Linked DNA regions of Oryctolagus cuniculus: region 1 is linked to region 2. The links are chromatin contacts, called in public Hi-C maps. All regions are on one chromosome and are shown on one strand. The core of a region is the stretch at or near the end of the contact, and the rest is flanking DNA. Distances in the headings are between cores, read along the strand shown. Region 1 overlaps LOC103351793 (a long non-coding RNA gene). Region 2 has its middle 250 kb from the start of MIR221.

Region 1 (3,100 bases), core at 529-3,028, 360 kb after region 2:
GGAGATGTAAGGATTCTGTACATTATCACAACGAAAAGAGAAGGGGAGAGAGCCAGGCTAAGGTTACTTTTTCACGAGGTCCTAAGACATCTATTGAAAAGAATAATTCTAACCTGAACTAGACGCTTGTGCAATCTAAAGAGCGGTTTGGCAGGGTATTTTCCTCATAATGCTCAATCCCCGATTTGAATGTAAAGGAAGAGTGCCAAGAGGTCTTTCTGACACCGGCAGGATTTTAATACAGGTAGGTCCTTCATCCTTAAAAGAGCACAAACAAACAAACAAACAAAGTCAGAGCAGTTATCAACAGTATAATAATAAAAATCCTTAAGCAACTATCAGCGAGTCCAAGCAGCCATAAGATGAGAGAGGGTTTCGGGCGGTCAGACTGAGACAGACAGAAACAGACGGACCCACCGACAAAGCGGCAGACAGACACGGAGATGCCAGAGTTAACTGAGAATAACAAGCTATGCCGCGTAGCTTTTTACCTCCTCTGAGTCCCACAGTTCAACCACGACAAGTGTCCGGCTCCCGCACCTTCAGCCAAAAACACAAGCATACCCCCCACTCCACCCCCACCCCCACGCCAAGGCGAAACCGCAGCGCCAGAAGCCACCACCGAGCGAGCACACCCGCCGGGCCCGCTATCCCGCAAACCCCGCGGCTTCTTAATCCCCGCCGGAGATCGGCCCCACTTACCCGGAATGTACTTTAACGCCCCGAGGGCCTGTTTGCGTTTTCAGAATTGCACCAAATCCAAGAAAAGCAAGTCTCCTTGAGACCCTCTCCTCCTCCCTAGGACGGACATTCCCACAACACTCTCCTCCCCCTCCCAACCGCGAACATGCGCTGGGCCAGCCCCAAAGGGTCTTTGGGGACCCGCCAGTGATCAACACTGCTCCCACGTGCCTCCATTAAACCGACGTGCAAACGTGCCCAAGGCGCCAAGGGCATTTGCTCAGTCAGCCCTCCGAAGGGAGTTCAGCAAACCCGTTGACCCCTCCACCCCCAGCCTGGTCCCCGAAAGCATTGAGGGCGCACCCGGGCACAAGCACCCGAGCCAGCACACAATACTCCAGCAACTCCAGCCTTCTCCGCACACGCCCCGCTCAGTCCTGCCACCACTCTCTCTCCACGCAAGGTCCCTACAGTCCCCGCGGGCCGGGAACAGGGGGCGTCCAGATTGCTGCCGGGTGTGAACTGGGAAGAGGGGGGCGACCTGCACACACCACCGAGATTGCGGGCGGAGAAGGGGGTCGCAGTCCTCCAAAACCAAATCCAGTTCCTAAGAAGGCGACCGGGTGGAGGTGGGGACGCTGAGACCCGAGGGAGTGACTCCTAAGGGAGGCAGCTTTCCCGCACCTCTTTCCCCACCTAGCACACACACGCGCGCGCGCGCACACCACGGGGCCATGCACCTTTCCCCTACCCCGGGACCTGCCGGCCCTAGTCCCCGAGCGCTGCGGCCTGGAAGGGACGGCATCGGGTCGGCGGCGGTCCGAGGAACCGGCAGTGCGCCGCGCTCGGGGTGCCCACCTGCGCGCAGGGTCGCCGCTGGTGCCGGTGCGCCTGCCGGTGCGCGGTCTCCGGCTGCGGGAGCAGGAGGCGACGGCGGCCAGACTCCTGGACCCCACGCGCCTCCTCGCTCGCCCGCAGCAGCGGTCCTTGTTTCCCTTGGTCGGAGCTGGCGAACAGCCCACCTAGCCCGCAGGTTCTGCCACCGTCGCTCTGCCCGCCAGAGCCCAAGCTGTCCTCCCCGCCCCTTTCCCGCCGCCCCGCGCAGCGCTCTGCTGCGCTCCGCCCCCCGCCCGCCCATCCCAGCCGGGGCCCAGTCGGGGGATGCGGGCCCCGCGCCTCGTGCCGCAGATCCGGGGTCCCAGGCGGGGCGGGGGTGGGGTGGGGGAAGAGAAGGGGCGGGCGGAGGATCCGCCCGGACCCCGCGATCCTAATCCACTCCCCACCCCCAGGGTCCGCGGCAGCTGCCCTCACTCAGGCGGCCAAGGGTGTGGACACAGCGCGCGCTGCCCCCGCTCTTCCGGCGTCTCTTCACTCCCCGCAAAGCACCTTCCATGGCCTCGAGGGTGCCTCGTGTTTTGGGGGGAGGGGGTCTGGGGAAGCGGGGTGGAGTGAGCGGCAGAGAGGAGGTGAAGATATTACCATGTCAACTGCTTTCAAGTTGCTGCCTGTGCCTTGTTTCTGTTGCATTAACTACCTGGATGTGCTGCTTCCCTTGTTAGAGCCGCAGTAATATTCAGAGGTATGAATATAAGCTTGCCAAGCTAATTGCTTGAAGGGTCGTTTCCTTTCAATGTCGTGATGGCAGAATACGACACATTCACTCTTTTTAAAAAGTTACTTTACGTATATGTTTAATAAATATAAAATCACATTTCTAATTTAAAAAACTAGCAAAATATAACTAACTGAACAGCTGTGTTGAACAGAAACAGATCAAGGGTGTGTGCGCTATTTAAACCCGCTGTAATTACATTAATTGGTTCGTTTTAAAGTGTATTTTAGGTATTTCCTAAAACGGGATCAGAACTGAGGGATTAGGAACCCCTGAGCATTAATCTGGCTTTTTGCCACAGTTCTAAAACGTCAATTTCATGGAAATTACTACATGTGGTTTGTTTAGAAAAATGGATCCTTTTTCTTCCAGGTTGGCAGCATTTTGAGATCTGGTAAACGACTTATTTTGTAAAAGCCAAGAAAGAATAAAATTCTCATTCATTTTCTGATGATGGAATATCTGGTCTGGTAGCTTTTTCTTTAGTGTTTGCCTCTTCGAGGCAAACTTCCTCTCTGCTTCCTCTTACATTTGCTTTGCTTTCTCCGAGATATTTGTTCCCCAGATGTAAGGAAAGTTATACACACCATGATTTTTGAGGCTTGGTTTTCTGAAAGGCGATAGGAAAATTAATTACAGTTAACTATCAAAGTCAACCCCAGGCTCATGTTACTAAATTTCACACTGAGTAACCCTGTTTTTCAGCTCAGCATTTAGCAATTTAGTCTAATACTTGAGAACCAAGAGTTTTCAAAATTTCATCCTTATGAGAATGAAGTGTACAATTTTTAATGAATGTTTTTGAAC
Region 2 (3,211 bases), core at 483-2,982:
GCTGTCCTCGGTCTAGACAAAGAGTGGGACTATTGACTCGCTCATATTAATTTAAGCCCTTTAGCCCATTAGCCCTTTAGAGTGCAGTGCTCAATGCCATGGAAGCCCACCAACCAAATGCCTCCAGGCAAAAACACATTTGTATATAAAAACGTTAGGCTTGTTGAGCTAGTTGCAGCAAAAGACAACAATATGCTAGAGGAAACCTTCAGTCCTTGGGAAGGGAGAGGAGACAGAGGGCCCATCATCGGGATCAGGCTTACTCTGAGTGATTCCCTGGATGGTCTAAGGGAGCCGAGCTCAACTCTGGATTGGGTTTCCTCAAGAGGCAGGGACAATATAGTATTTGGGCCTCAATAATTTGCATATAAGATGAATGAGGCTGGAATTGTCACGGGTAAAGACACAACAGTCACGTTAGCCAGAGAAGCAGGGTGTTTAATTATTTTTGTGATTGCCGGTGGCTTTATCTTTATCTTGGTTCAAATATAATCATGGAGTGATCTTGTGCCAGCACTGTGTATATTACTTGAGAACATCATGGCCTGGCTGCCAGCAGGTCCATTTCTCACTTTCTCTGCTTGTCAGCAGGGATGTATTTCATTTCTCAGTGGCGTACTCTTTTTTTCTCATCAAAGTTAAAAGAAAAAGCCCTACTAGTTCTGTTCCTGTGGTGGCAGTACAAAGTCTAAGGAGCATGCCAGCCTTCAGACCACCCAGGACATTACACACAGACACACACACACACACACAGACAGACACACACACACACACCACCACCACCACCACCACCATGGGAATTGTGTTCAAAATTTAATGCCAAGAAGAATCATTTTGCTTAAGAAATAATGTAGTCTTTCTTCTTCACAATGAGGTCTAGCCATGCTTCTTACTTCCTTTTCTGTTATCTTTTTTCCCTTGGGCTTTGAGGATGCCCAGAGCCAACCTTTTTGCTTCATATATGTGTGTTCACCTTTCTCCCTAATCCCAAGTTTCCACTTGGATTTCACTAGTTTTTGTGGTTGATAGTTTCTTCAGGTCAAGGTAGGGGAAGAAAGAATCAATTCCCCATTGAACCGTGTTGCACAGCTTGAAGCTAACACAAAATTCGATTTTGCATTACTTCCCAGTTAATTCATGGATGTAATCTGCCTCTCATCATTTAATGGTAAAGTATCTAGCCTTTCTTGTTTTCAGCTTCCTTCTTCCCTATAGCATAGCACAAAGAGATGTTATGGAGAGGCTATCTGGAAATGCTGTTTTGGATGGGAGCTATTTGGGGGAGTTTTGCAGGCAGACAGTAGAGGTCACCATGGAGCTGTGCATGCTGGAGCGGCCTCTGCCAGGCCTGGAGACATTTCCAGATTGGTCTGAAATGGCATGGGGTAGAATCATAGACTCTTAGGTGTATCCTTTTTGCTCCGCTCGTTAAACAGCATTTCGCGATGCTTTCCTTCATGTCACTTCGGTAATACAGTTGTTTGAAGGCAGGAAGGTGGCTTTTATATGTTGTTTACCAAGAAAGAATCCATTTTAAGCACTACGGAACTCTGAAAAAAAAAAAGGTTACAAAATGTGTTTACTGAAATATTGTGAAATGAGGATGGAAATTCGCAGAGCAGGGTATTTGTCATCTGCTCATGACTAGCAGATGGCCGCTCCTCCTCCTCCACCTCTTCCTCCTCCTCCTCCTCCTCCTCTGCAAGCCAAATGACTCATATCTCTCAGGGTGTGCAAAATGAAATTTCTAAACTCTCCAGAGTAGAGGTGGCAGTGCCATAACTTGATGCGGGAGGAGTGTGCCAGCCAGATGACTGTGCCAGGCAGCACGCTGCCAAATGCTTCACAAAATGTCTCTCTTGTCGGAAAGAAGAGTGGATGTCTTCTCTCCACACGTGTTCAAGCTGCCATCTCTGAAAAGACTCTGGGGATGCTTCAGGCTGTGGGCGAGCCTGTGTGTATAAAACGGAGCAGGTGGTCTGCCGACCCAGAGCTGGGGAGTCACTACTCCTGCCAAGGTGAGTCATGCAAGATGGCTTCACCTGTTCTGGCTTGTCAGCCCTAGAACAGTGGCAGGGCTGCCTCTGGCCATCCACAGAACAAAGTCTGGGTGATTATCACATGCTCCAATAAATGGGAGATTAAATACAGTTTAAAGAGATGGAAGCTACCTGAGTTCAAAGTTCTTCTGTTTCTCTTTTGTTTAATTAAAAAGAACTCTGAGTCTTCTATGTTTAACAAAACTATGAGGGCTGTATTTTGGGCAATTATTTTTTTTTCAAAGATTTATTTATTTGAAAGACAGAGTTACAGAGAGAGGTAGAGACAGAGAAAGAGGTCTTCCATCCACTGGTTCACTCCCCAGATGGCTGCAATGGCCAGAGCTGCGCCGATCTGAAGCCAGGCGCTTCTTCCAGGTCTCCCACGCTGGTGTAGGGGCCCAAGGACTTGGGCCATTTTCTACTGCTTTCCAAGGTCATAGCAGAGAGCTGGATAGGAAGTGGAGCAGCTGGGTCTTGAACCAGCGCCCATATGGGATGCCAGCACCGTAGGCGGTGGCTTTACCCACTACGCCACAGCGCCGGTCCCTAGACAATTATATTTGTTTAAAAAATATAGTTCTGTGAGCCAGGTGGACTAACAGTCAACTTTACATTGTTTTAAAATTTATTTATTTATTTATTTATTTGAGAAGTAGAGTTACAGACAGTGAGAGGGAGAGACAGAAAGGTCTTCCATCTGCTGGTTCACTCCCCAAATGACTGCAATGGCCGGATCTGCACCAGTCTGAAGCCGGGAGCCAGGAGCTTCTCCTGGGTCTCCCATCCTGGTTCAGGGACCCGAGGACTTGGGCCACCTTTTATTGCTTTCCCAGGCCATAGCAGAGAGTTGGATTGGAAGAAGAGCAGCTGGGACTCGAACCAGCACCCATATGGGATGCCAGTGCCACAGGTGGAGGTTTAGCCTACTGTGCTACAGCACCAGCCGTAGTGAACTTGACTTTTAACTGCAGATTCCACTGCTCTTTGTGTGATAACTAATCACTACACACTCTCTCCACCCCCAATCCCTTCACCCATGAACTTCATCTCCTGGTATTTACACCTTTCTGTAGTCATCTCCTTTTGAGGTCAAAAGAAGCCTTGCAGTCTCCACCTGGGTCTCTTAGAACATTCTGGAAGAAGCCAGATGCAATGTACAAAATCTGATT

What was found. A called contact is a pair of places that touch in the nucleus more often than the background predicts.
Region 1: a contact with region 2 is called in a Hi-C map of an unstated tissue, with 2.4 times the contacts expected there. The contact joins two enhancer-like sites. A contact is called at or near these places in 3 of 6 Hi-C or Micro-C datasets (ear pinna, psoas muscle and an unstated tissue).

The regions. Positions count from the first base shown.
Region 1 is chrX:31,511,918-31,515,017 of mOryCun1.1, forward strand. LOC103351793 (a long non-coding RNA gene) reads right to left here. Exons shown (of 7, transcript XR_519493.4): 2 at 2,823-2,903; 3 at 1,540-1,948; 4 at 114-258. Among named protein-coding and RNA genes, the nearest start is that of MIR222, 110 kb to the left of the region's middle. Within about 2 kb of position 1,779, at least 3 of the 8 cell types and tissues checked have an H3K27ac peak or open chromatin away from gene starts, as enhancers often do.
Region 2 is chrX:31,153,444-31,156,654 of mOryCun1.1, forward strand. No RefSeq gene overlaps it. Among named protein-coding and RNA genes, the nearest start is that of MIR221, 250 kb to the right of the region's middle. Within about 2 kb of position 1,733, at least 1 of the 8 cell types and tissues checked has an H3K27ac peak or open chromatin away from gene starts, as enhancers often do.